Linked DNA regions of Sus scrofa: all the other regions are linked to region 3. Evidence: chromatin contacts called from public HiChIP or PLAC-seq data. All regions are on one chromosome and are shown on one strand. Each heading gives the region's core, a stretch centred on a gene start, on an enhancer-like site or on the middle of the called end of the contact. The rest is flanking DNA. Distances are from core to core; before and after follow the strand shown.

Region 1 (2,727 bases), core at 67-2,566, 200 kb after region 3:
GGTGGGCCCTTCTGGACCTCAGTGGCCTCCCCACCACTTCCTGAGCAAGTCTGGTGCCTTCTGAGCCCCTCCTTCGAAAGCGGAGAACAGTCCTTGTAGGGCTGTTCGGTGCCAGCCAGAGGGCAGCGTCCCCAGCCAGGTGACATGAGGGGGGGGGTCTCTCCAGGACTCCAGAGCCCAGCAGTGTGGGGAACCCTCCCAGTGCTCCTGGTGGCCTGGGCCGTGAGGGATGGTTGATCCTGAGGTCCGTTCTGGCCCTAACACCTACGCCTTCAAGTTGATGGCCATAAGGATGAGCTTCAGATCAGCCGGTTTCATCTGCCAGCCTTCTTGGCAGCGACAAGCTCCAGGGAGGGCTTTGTTAAACCGCGGTCTGGGGTCCGAGCCCACCTGTGAGGAGGATCCAGGGCCCGGATGCAGGTCTCAGCCGCTTGGCGTGCCCCAGGCCCCCTCCCTTGAGCTCTGTGCGCTGCCTTCTCCACGGTAACCGCCTCTCTCCCCCTCTGTGCTCCCTGCTTCAGGCTGAGGAGAGGATGCAGTCCGAGGTAGGGAGCCAGCTGTTGTCTCTGCTTGTCGCCATCACCGCCCCCGTCGCCTTCCAGAGCTTACACTTCTTCCGCCACCGTCAGTTCGTATCCCCTTCCTTTCACAGCAAATCCGGAAGCTGCGGAGGGAACTGGAATCGTCCCAGGAAAAAGTGGCCACCTTGACGTCCCAGCTTTCGGCCAACGTGAGTGCCCAAAAGCAGGGCAGCTGGTTGGGCCCCAAATTAGGGACGTTCAGCCAGAGGAGAACCGGCTGCTTCGGCGTCCTGTGGGCTTTGATCCCAGGGGAACAGAGGATTTGGGGATTGGCGCGTCTTCCCCGGAGCCCCGATGTTTAGGAAGCACCATTTTTACCCCCACCCTAATTCACAGGTGTGGGTGAAGTCACGTCCAGTGGCCTTTGAGCGTCTGGGTTCTCAGTGGTTCTGGGTGGAGGTGACAGAATTAGTTATGGGTTAGTATTATCCATCCCCAGAACCCTCTGCCTCTGCCCAGGGGTACATTCGTGCCTTTGTCATACCCACGTGTCCGGACAGGCACAGGCACAGAGCTGGGTGTTGGAGCCCCGTCTGGCCCCTGTGACGGGGCGTAGGGGCCCGGCCCCACCTCCCCGGCCCCTTGGCCCTCACTTCAAGTGGGGGCCAGCATGCTTTGTGGCTGTCTTCACTGAGAAGGAGTTTCTTCTTGGTGGCCTCTCCGCCCCACGGGATGGGGAGACATGAAGCTGCCTCCCCGACGAGGCGGCAAACAGGACATAGGAGCCCTTTTCCCCCAAAGCTGTAAACAACAGCTGAGCCGGATCTGCTGGCGCTGGCTCTCCAAGTGTTTGCACAAAGTAACCATGTCTGCAGCTTCCGCAGGCCTTTCTGGCTTTCTTCTCTCCCCTTCCTCCCTGGGGGGCCCAGCTGTCAGGCCTGGTCCCCAGCCCAGACTCAGGTAGCATTTCCACTGTATTTCAGCAGCAGTTTCCTCACCACAGTGGTTCTTCTCTTTCCCCCAAACTCTCATTTGTACACTTATCAGCTTGTATGAAGTTCACCCCAAGTCCTTAAAACTACGATTGGGGACCTATAAGAATTGTAATCGAGTCAAGATACATCTTTTCTCTCCCTGTGCCCCACCCCCAAGGCTGGGAAATTGGGAGGCGGAGTGAGGGGGGCAGAGGCCCCCCCCCCGACTCATTTGCACTCAGCCTCCTGCTGGTGAGACTGGGCGGGAGCCCAGAGGATGGGTTCAAGGGTGACTCTCTTAGGACAGGAAGAGAACAGGCTGAACCCGCAGACCCGCTGGCCTGGATTTTGGATGCAGGCTTTGACTGAGGGTCAGAGCCCTGCCTCCAAGCCGGGGCTGCAGCGCAAGGACCCCCACTTGTTCTCAGGATCCTTGACTGCAGACCTTGTGCCCTGTTCCCCGGACTCCCCAGCTGTCCGCCCTGGGGCACCTTCCAACCCCTACCCCAGATGCCAGCCTCCTTCCAGCACCTCGGCCAAGCCCTGAGGTCATCCAGGCCCCTCTGGGGCTGGGGGTGGTGGTGGCAGCACCCCCAGAGGAGGGGGAGCCCACTCGGCAGGAGGCCAGCACGGAAAAGCCCTCAAGAAGGGGGTGACCTGAGGCCAAGAAGGCACGGACTCCCTGGACCAGAGACGCCTCCCTCAAGCTGTGTCCCCAGGGTGGTGGTTGGAAACTGGAGTTGGCCACAGGGAGGCAGAACCTCTGGGGACGGGAAGCAGTGGGGTCACAGTGTCCCTCACTTGCTGGGTCACCGTCTGCTTGGTGCCCTCACTGATGGCTGTTCCTCCTTCTGAGCACGCATCTGCCTCTCTGGTCCCAAGCCGATAGAGCTGGATGGAGCTCCAGCCCACCTTCCCCTACCTCCCCCAGGTCCCTGGGGCGGCTCTCGAGGCAGGCCCGCCACCTAGTGTCCAGACTGCAGAATTGCTCTGAATCCTCCGCCCCCCCCCCCCCCCGCACCCACAGCTGCTCCAGCCCCCCAAAAGGAGCCCCAGGAAATGGTCAGGGAAGGAGCTTCAAAACACAATACGATTGAGAACCGAGGTCCCTGGGTGCAAGGGGGGCGATATGCCACACCCTTTCCATGGGGGTGGGGTGATGGAGCCCTGAGGCCAGCCCACAGGTAACAGCCACAGCCCCAGGGGGGATGGCCTTCCCTCGGAGCAGAGGG
Region 2 (2,700 bases), core at 105-2,604, 220 kb after region 3:
CATACCACCTTCTGGACCTGGGGGAAAAGTGAATCAACCTAGGAGAAAAGAGGCTGTTCATTCTAATGGAGTTCTGCTTCTCCTGGCCACTCAAAGAAGGAAAATGACAAATCCTACTCTTCCCCACTGTGAAACTTTGGGGTCCAGGAGGCAATCTTTCCCCTAGGAAACTGCTATGGGGACCCAACCCAGCTCTGCCCTCTATCAGGGAGGTGGCAAATAGTTCAGAGCTCTCCCTGAAATAAGCAATCAAGGAAAAGTTCCCTGGTGGCCTAGCAGGTTAAGGAGCCAGCACTGTCACTGCTGTGGCTCAGATTTTTGACCCCTGGCCCAGGAACTTTTGTATACTGCACGTACAGACAAACACGAGAGGAATCATTCTTTCAGAAGAATACTCAGATGAAGTGACCTGATCCCTGATTGTTGACAGCTTAGCATCCACGGTCTTAGAACTGGGCTAAGAGTGGCTACCTGGTCCTCTTTGCCACTTAGGAACAAGTCATGATCCCTAGAAACCATTTTAAGGCATTCAACCTGAACAGCTTATTATGAAACATCTGTCCTGTTTGGTCTGAACCTCCCACCCCAACAATGGTACCATCCTTCTACCACGGCAAGCATTGCATTCACTCTCCACCCTTTAAAGGTCCAGTGGTAACTCACCTGGAGAAAAAATTTACACTTTCTCAGCACATGGGACTTATTCTCCAATAGTCAGATAAGTACTTTCTCTGGAGGGGACAGCCTTACCGACGCAGGTCTCTCTCCTGGCCAGCGACTATCTGACCATGAGGTTAGGCTCACCTGGCTGGAAAAACCATGGACCCGGCCTCTGCAAGATGACCGCTCCCCTCTGCCCAGCCCACTTCAGATTCTTTCCCTGCCCTTTGGATTCCTGAAACTGCGATGAGTTCCCTGTGGTGGCTCAGTGGGTTAAGGACCCAACATGGTCTCTCTGAGGATGCATGTTCCATCCGGGCCTCGCTCAGTCGCTTAAGGATCTGAGATTAAGAGACTCATTAGTTGTGGGGGGAAAGAGGTCGGCTTCCAACCCCCTCCCTAAAGCCTTGTCCACTCATTCCCATCCCACCCTCTCCTAACGCAGCATCTCACCCCGAAAGGATCCGTGCAAGAGGAGGTACAGGTCTTGGCCTGAGCTGCGGCCAAGGCTGCCCACGCGCTGTCTGCGGCCGTCGGGGAGCCCGCACCTCGCGGGGGCTCACTCGACAGGCTTCCCGCTGAGGCGCTGCAGTTCTTGTCTCCACCGCAGGCGGCGCTGTCTCGGGAGGCTCATGCCGCTGCCCCGCCCCTCGCGCGCCCGCCCGGCCTGTGCGCAGGCGCGGCTTCGCGGATTGGCCGCGCGCGGGAGCCGTCCGGCGGCGGCGGGTCGGGCCGCGGGGCTGGCGCGCGGCGGGAGAAAGATGGCGGCGGCGGCGGCGGCTGGCGCGGCCTCGGGGCTGCCGGGGCCGGTGGCCCAAGGGCTGAAAGAGGCGCTGGTGGATACGCTCACCGGGATCCTGTCTCCGGTGCAGGAAGTGCGGGCGGCCGCCGAGGAGCAGATCAAAGTGCTGGAGGTGACAGAGGGTGAGTGAGGCGGGTCGTCGCGAGGGCGGCTGACCTGGGCCGCGCTGACCGCAGGCTGGGGAGGGAGGGTCCTGGGGAGGCTAGTCAGGGAGGCCGGTGGGGAAGGAGGGTTCTCCCGGGAGGGAAGGTCCCCCCGGGAGGGAGGCGCCTGGGCGGCGGCGTGGAGGGTCCTGGAGAGGCCGGCCGGGGAGGGAGGATCCGGGGCGGGAGGGTCCCGGAGGGAGGGCCCCACGGAGGGAGGGTCCAGGGAGGGAGGCTCCGGGAGGACCCTGGGCGGCGGCGCGGAGGGTCCGGGGCAGGCGCGCTGAGCGCGGGCCCGGGCTCGCTCTCGGCCGGGAGCGCGGGGCTGGGCGAGCGGGCGGCGGGGTTGAGGCCGCGGCCGTGGGCCGGAGACCTGGCGGGACCGCGCCTCCGCGCGCCTCCCCGGGAATCAGTCAGACGCCTGTGCGGCCGCCTCCCCTCCCGCGCGCTCCCCGGGGCTTTTCGGAGTGGTTGGCACTGCTCGGGGAAGCTGATCATCCTTTGTCTTTGAGTCTTTGTCCGCATCCTCCTAGTATAGGCTTGAGAATGATGGAGGAAAGAACGAGCCTCTGGCTTGAGGTCGCCTGTCAGTTCCTGCCCAGCGGGCCTTCCCCAGGCCCGGGGGAGCCTTGCTACACGGGCAGTTTGATCCTGAACCCAGAGGAGAGAAATCCTCTCGGGCTTTATGTCAGAAATGCGTCTGGTCCGTCGGGGCTCCGCTCCCCCAGCTCAGCAGGGAGGTTCCACCAGCACTCAAATTGCCGGTGGTCTGACCAGGCACTCTCAGAACCTCGCAGTGGCCCTCCTACTGGACTTAGGGTTTTTGTTGAAAAAGACTTAAAACAGCTTTCCTTTAAATGTAACGTCCTCCCACGACATGGAGCACCATTGAAAACTAAGTCACTTCTCTTGGAAATACTTAGAGATTTGGGATCCAACAGGTTAGGGACCCGGTTTTTGAAGGCCTAGTTGGAGCTGTCATTGTTCTGGAAAATGTCAGACACTGCAAGAGGAGCAACCTCGGGATAGAAGAAAGCTCTCTGGGAGCCATGCATAGGTTGATCTGTGGGAGTTATTATAGCCTCCTGGGTAAAA
Region 3 (2,704 bases), core at 183-2,682:
CCAGCCCACACCCCCATGAGCCTCGAGAAAGGACAGTGCTTCTTCTTAAAGGACCAGGCTCCCCTTTGCTGGCCCAGGAGCCTGTGAAAAGCAGGAGAGGTCCCAGTTAGGGCACCGCTGAACGCCAAACTGGATGCAGGGTGCGGGGCTCAGGGATCAGGATAACAACAAATGGTTACAGAGTAGTTCCAGGCACTGTCCTGAGTGTGTCACCTATACTGTCACACTTAATAATCCTCCTGACAGTCGCGGGAGACAGCAGCTATTATTACTGCATTTCATAGAGGGAGAAACTGAAGCACTCAGAGGTTCAAGAATCCGTTCAAGTTCCCAGGGCTGGTGAAGCGTAGCTCCAGGAACCCAGGCAATCTGCCTTCGAGCCCGCACTTCCAGCTGCTACACACAGGGTGAGGGGCTCATCACATGCACGGGTTCCTCTGAGATGCCCCCACCCCCACTCCGCAGAGACAACTCATTTCTTTCACAGACAAAACCATCTAAAAACCCTTTTCCCTGACAAGGTGGGATTCCTCAGTGTCACTTCTGGCCCAGTATCTGGTGTCCCTTTGTTGTTCCCTTATGGCCACCCACAGCCACTGTGACCTGAGTGACTCGATGGGTGTGGCAGGGCTCTGGACTCTTGAGTGCCGCTGCTGGCCACTGGTTGATGTCCCTGGTGAAGGGTTCTAAGACCCAGGGAGCTGGCTCTTCTGAAACTAATGTTTGAGGGTGGGGGGGAGGCGGCAACATCTCTGATCGCAGACTCCAGGGTCCTTGGTGGCACTATTCCCTGTGTCCCAGAGTCCACCGTCTGACCTCTGATGTGCTCTCTTGGGATGTAGGGCTGGGGGCCTGCACTGCACAGGCAGTGCCCTAGGTTCTGACGGAAGCCCTCCTTCCAGCCATTCTGCAGGTCTGGTCACCTCCTCTCCCCACCCCACCCCTGAGGTCCCAGAAGGAGGAGGGGCAGGAGGTGGAATGGAGTCCCATGCCTTGTATTACTGAGCACCTACTGTTTACCTGGCTCTCCTGGGGTCTCCCCTCTCCCCTGCACCCGTGTCCCAGCTCAGACAGGGGGACAGAGGAAGGAAGGGGGCAGGCAGACGGGGTGTGGGGGGTGGGCTGGCCGACCCATCTGTCCCCTCTCCTAAGAACTGCCCAGCCGGCCGAGGACTTGGGTGGGGGTGGGGGCGGCCGGGCCTGGAAGTGGCGGCGGCGGCCCGGGGCCAAGGAAAGGCTCGATTGTGCGAAGGCTTCCTGCCCGCCACCCAGCTCCTCCTTTCTGAGGCCGCGGAGGCGGGACGGAAGGCGAAGGCAGGAAAGGGTTACGGGAATAGCGTTCCAGCGACAAAGTCTGGAAGGGACCGGCGCCTCCGCCCCTCTGCGGGTTAAACGGGCCCAGCGCGGGGGGTGGGGGAGCGAGGGCGCCGAGCGGCGCAGCCTCCGCCCCCCGGCCCGGGGAGGCGGCCGGCGTGTGCCCGGGGCAGCGGGTCACCAGGCTCCGCCCCGCGCCCGGCCGGGACGCACTTTGTTCGGGATGCCGCCTCCCTCCGCGTCGCGGGGCCGGGGCCGCCGGCGGCCCTAGTGCCAGCCCGCGGCTGGACGCGGACGCGGACGCCGAGACTCCGCGAGGGCCCAGCCGGCGCGGGAGCCCGAGAACTTTCTCCTCGCGCCGAGGGCTCGGCCGCCGCGGTCCGGATGCAAGGAGCCGGGGCCCGGGAGTGCCGGCGTGCCGGTGAGTTGCCTGCGCGGAGACCGGGCGGTCGCGGGGCGGGGCTGGCAGGTCCTGCGGGGCCGGGACCGAGTTCCCGGGGCGCGGGTAGGGGAGGTGAGCTCGCGCCCCCGAGAGGCTGCGCGCTGGGCGCGGAGAGGCGCTGGAGTAACAACCGGGGTGCCAGCGGCTTCTCGGGAAGGTGCGTGTCTTCATGTCCCTGTGGGGCAGCCCAGGAATTGACTCACCAGGGGCCACTCAACTCCAGCCTTTCCGAGCCTCGGTTTCCCTTGCGGTGCAGTTGAAAGTGTGTTGAGACCCCATGATCAGAGACGCCGAGGAGTCCCTGCCCACACCTCCCATCCCAGGAGAGAAGAGCTGGGCAAGTGACCTTGGCTCGCAGGTCTAGAAACCCTCGCTGGCGGGGGTGATGCGCTGAGAATCGCCCTCTTGGAGCAAGCTTCCCGGAGGACAGGGAGAGAGGGGAAGAGAACGGGTGGGCTCGGAGCTCACCTGGGGGTCCCCTTGCTGGGGCCCTCTGGTCCCTTCTATGCTCGGAGCTGATAGAAACTGGTCGGAGGATAAAGAACCGGCCAGGTCTGAAGGGGGCAGAGAGGGTAGGCGGGGTGGGAGAGGCTGACCGGTGGGCGGTGGGGGCCCTGGGCAGAGGTGACGTCCATCCGGCAGCGAGGGTTCCTTGTCCCTGAGCCCAACACAGGAAAATCAGCTGGCGAGTCAATGGGACTTTGTTAGGACAGCCCAGGGCGCAGCTGGCGCCGGCTTCTGGGAAGCGCCGGATCCCCCTGGATAACGTGCTGTTTATCCGGCTTCCTGTTTCAGTGGTTGGGACCCCATTGGCTGGTTCAAATGCAGTGAAGCCTGCGGCCTCTTGGCGCTACAGAAACCTAGGGTTTGCCTGGGTTTGCATCTTGCGTGCGGTCTCGTTCCCCTGCGTGTGTCCCGTGTGTCCCCTGCAGTCACTTGTCCTAGGGG

Evidence for each region. HiChIP or PLAC-seq counts read pairs in DNA pulled down with a chosen protein or histone mark.
Region 1: an H3K27ac HiChIP or PLAC-seq map of skeletal muscle shows a contact between it and region 3, with 9 times the contacts expected there. The contact joins the enhancer-like site here to the promoter of NAV1 in region 3. A contact is called at or near these places in 6 of 47 Hi-C or Micro-C datasets (embryonic fibroblasts, heart right ventricle, mesenteric adipose tissue and 3 more) and 2 of 2 datasets of contacts at active chromatin or transcription factors (alveolar macrophages and skeletal muscle).
Region 2: a contact with region 3 is called in an H3K27ac HiChIP or PLAC-seq map of alveolar macrophages. The contact joins the promoter of IPO9 here to the promoter of NAV1 in region 3. A contact is called at or near these places in 3 of 5 promoter capture datasets (fetal liver, fetal skeletal muscle and liver), 2 of 47 Hi-C or Micro-C datasets (embryonic fibroblasts and liver) and 2 of 2 datasets of contacts at active chromatin or transcription factors (alveolar macrophages and skeletal muscle).

The regions. Positions count from the first base shown.
Region 1 is chr10:24,081,640-24,084,366 of Sscrofa11.1, forward strand. NAV1 (neuron navigator 1) reads left to right here. Exons shown (of 31, transcript XM_021064517.1): 14 at 653-730. Among named protein-coding and RNA genes, the nearest start is that of IPO9, 27 kb to the right of the region's middle. Within about 2 kb of position 1,317, at least 19 of the 83 cell types and tissues checked have an H3K27ac peak or open chromatin away from gene starts, as enhancers often do. A contact at or near this core is called in mesenteric adipose tissue, omental adipose tissue, retroperitoneal adipose tissue and 1 more, where this site is marked.
Region 2 is chr10:24,108,772-24,111,471 of Sscrofa11.1, forward strand. IPO9 (importin-9) reads left to right here and starts at 1,355. Exons shown (of 24, transcript XM_021064520.1): 1 at 1,355-1,584. The coding sequence starts at 1,422.
Region 3 is chr10:23,884,289-23,886,992 of Sscrofa11.1, forward strand. NAV1 (neuron navigator 1) reads left to right here and starts at 1,433. Exons shown (of 31, transcript XM_021064517.1): 1 at 1,433-1,735.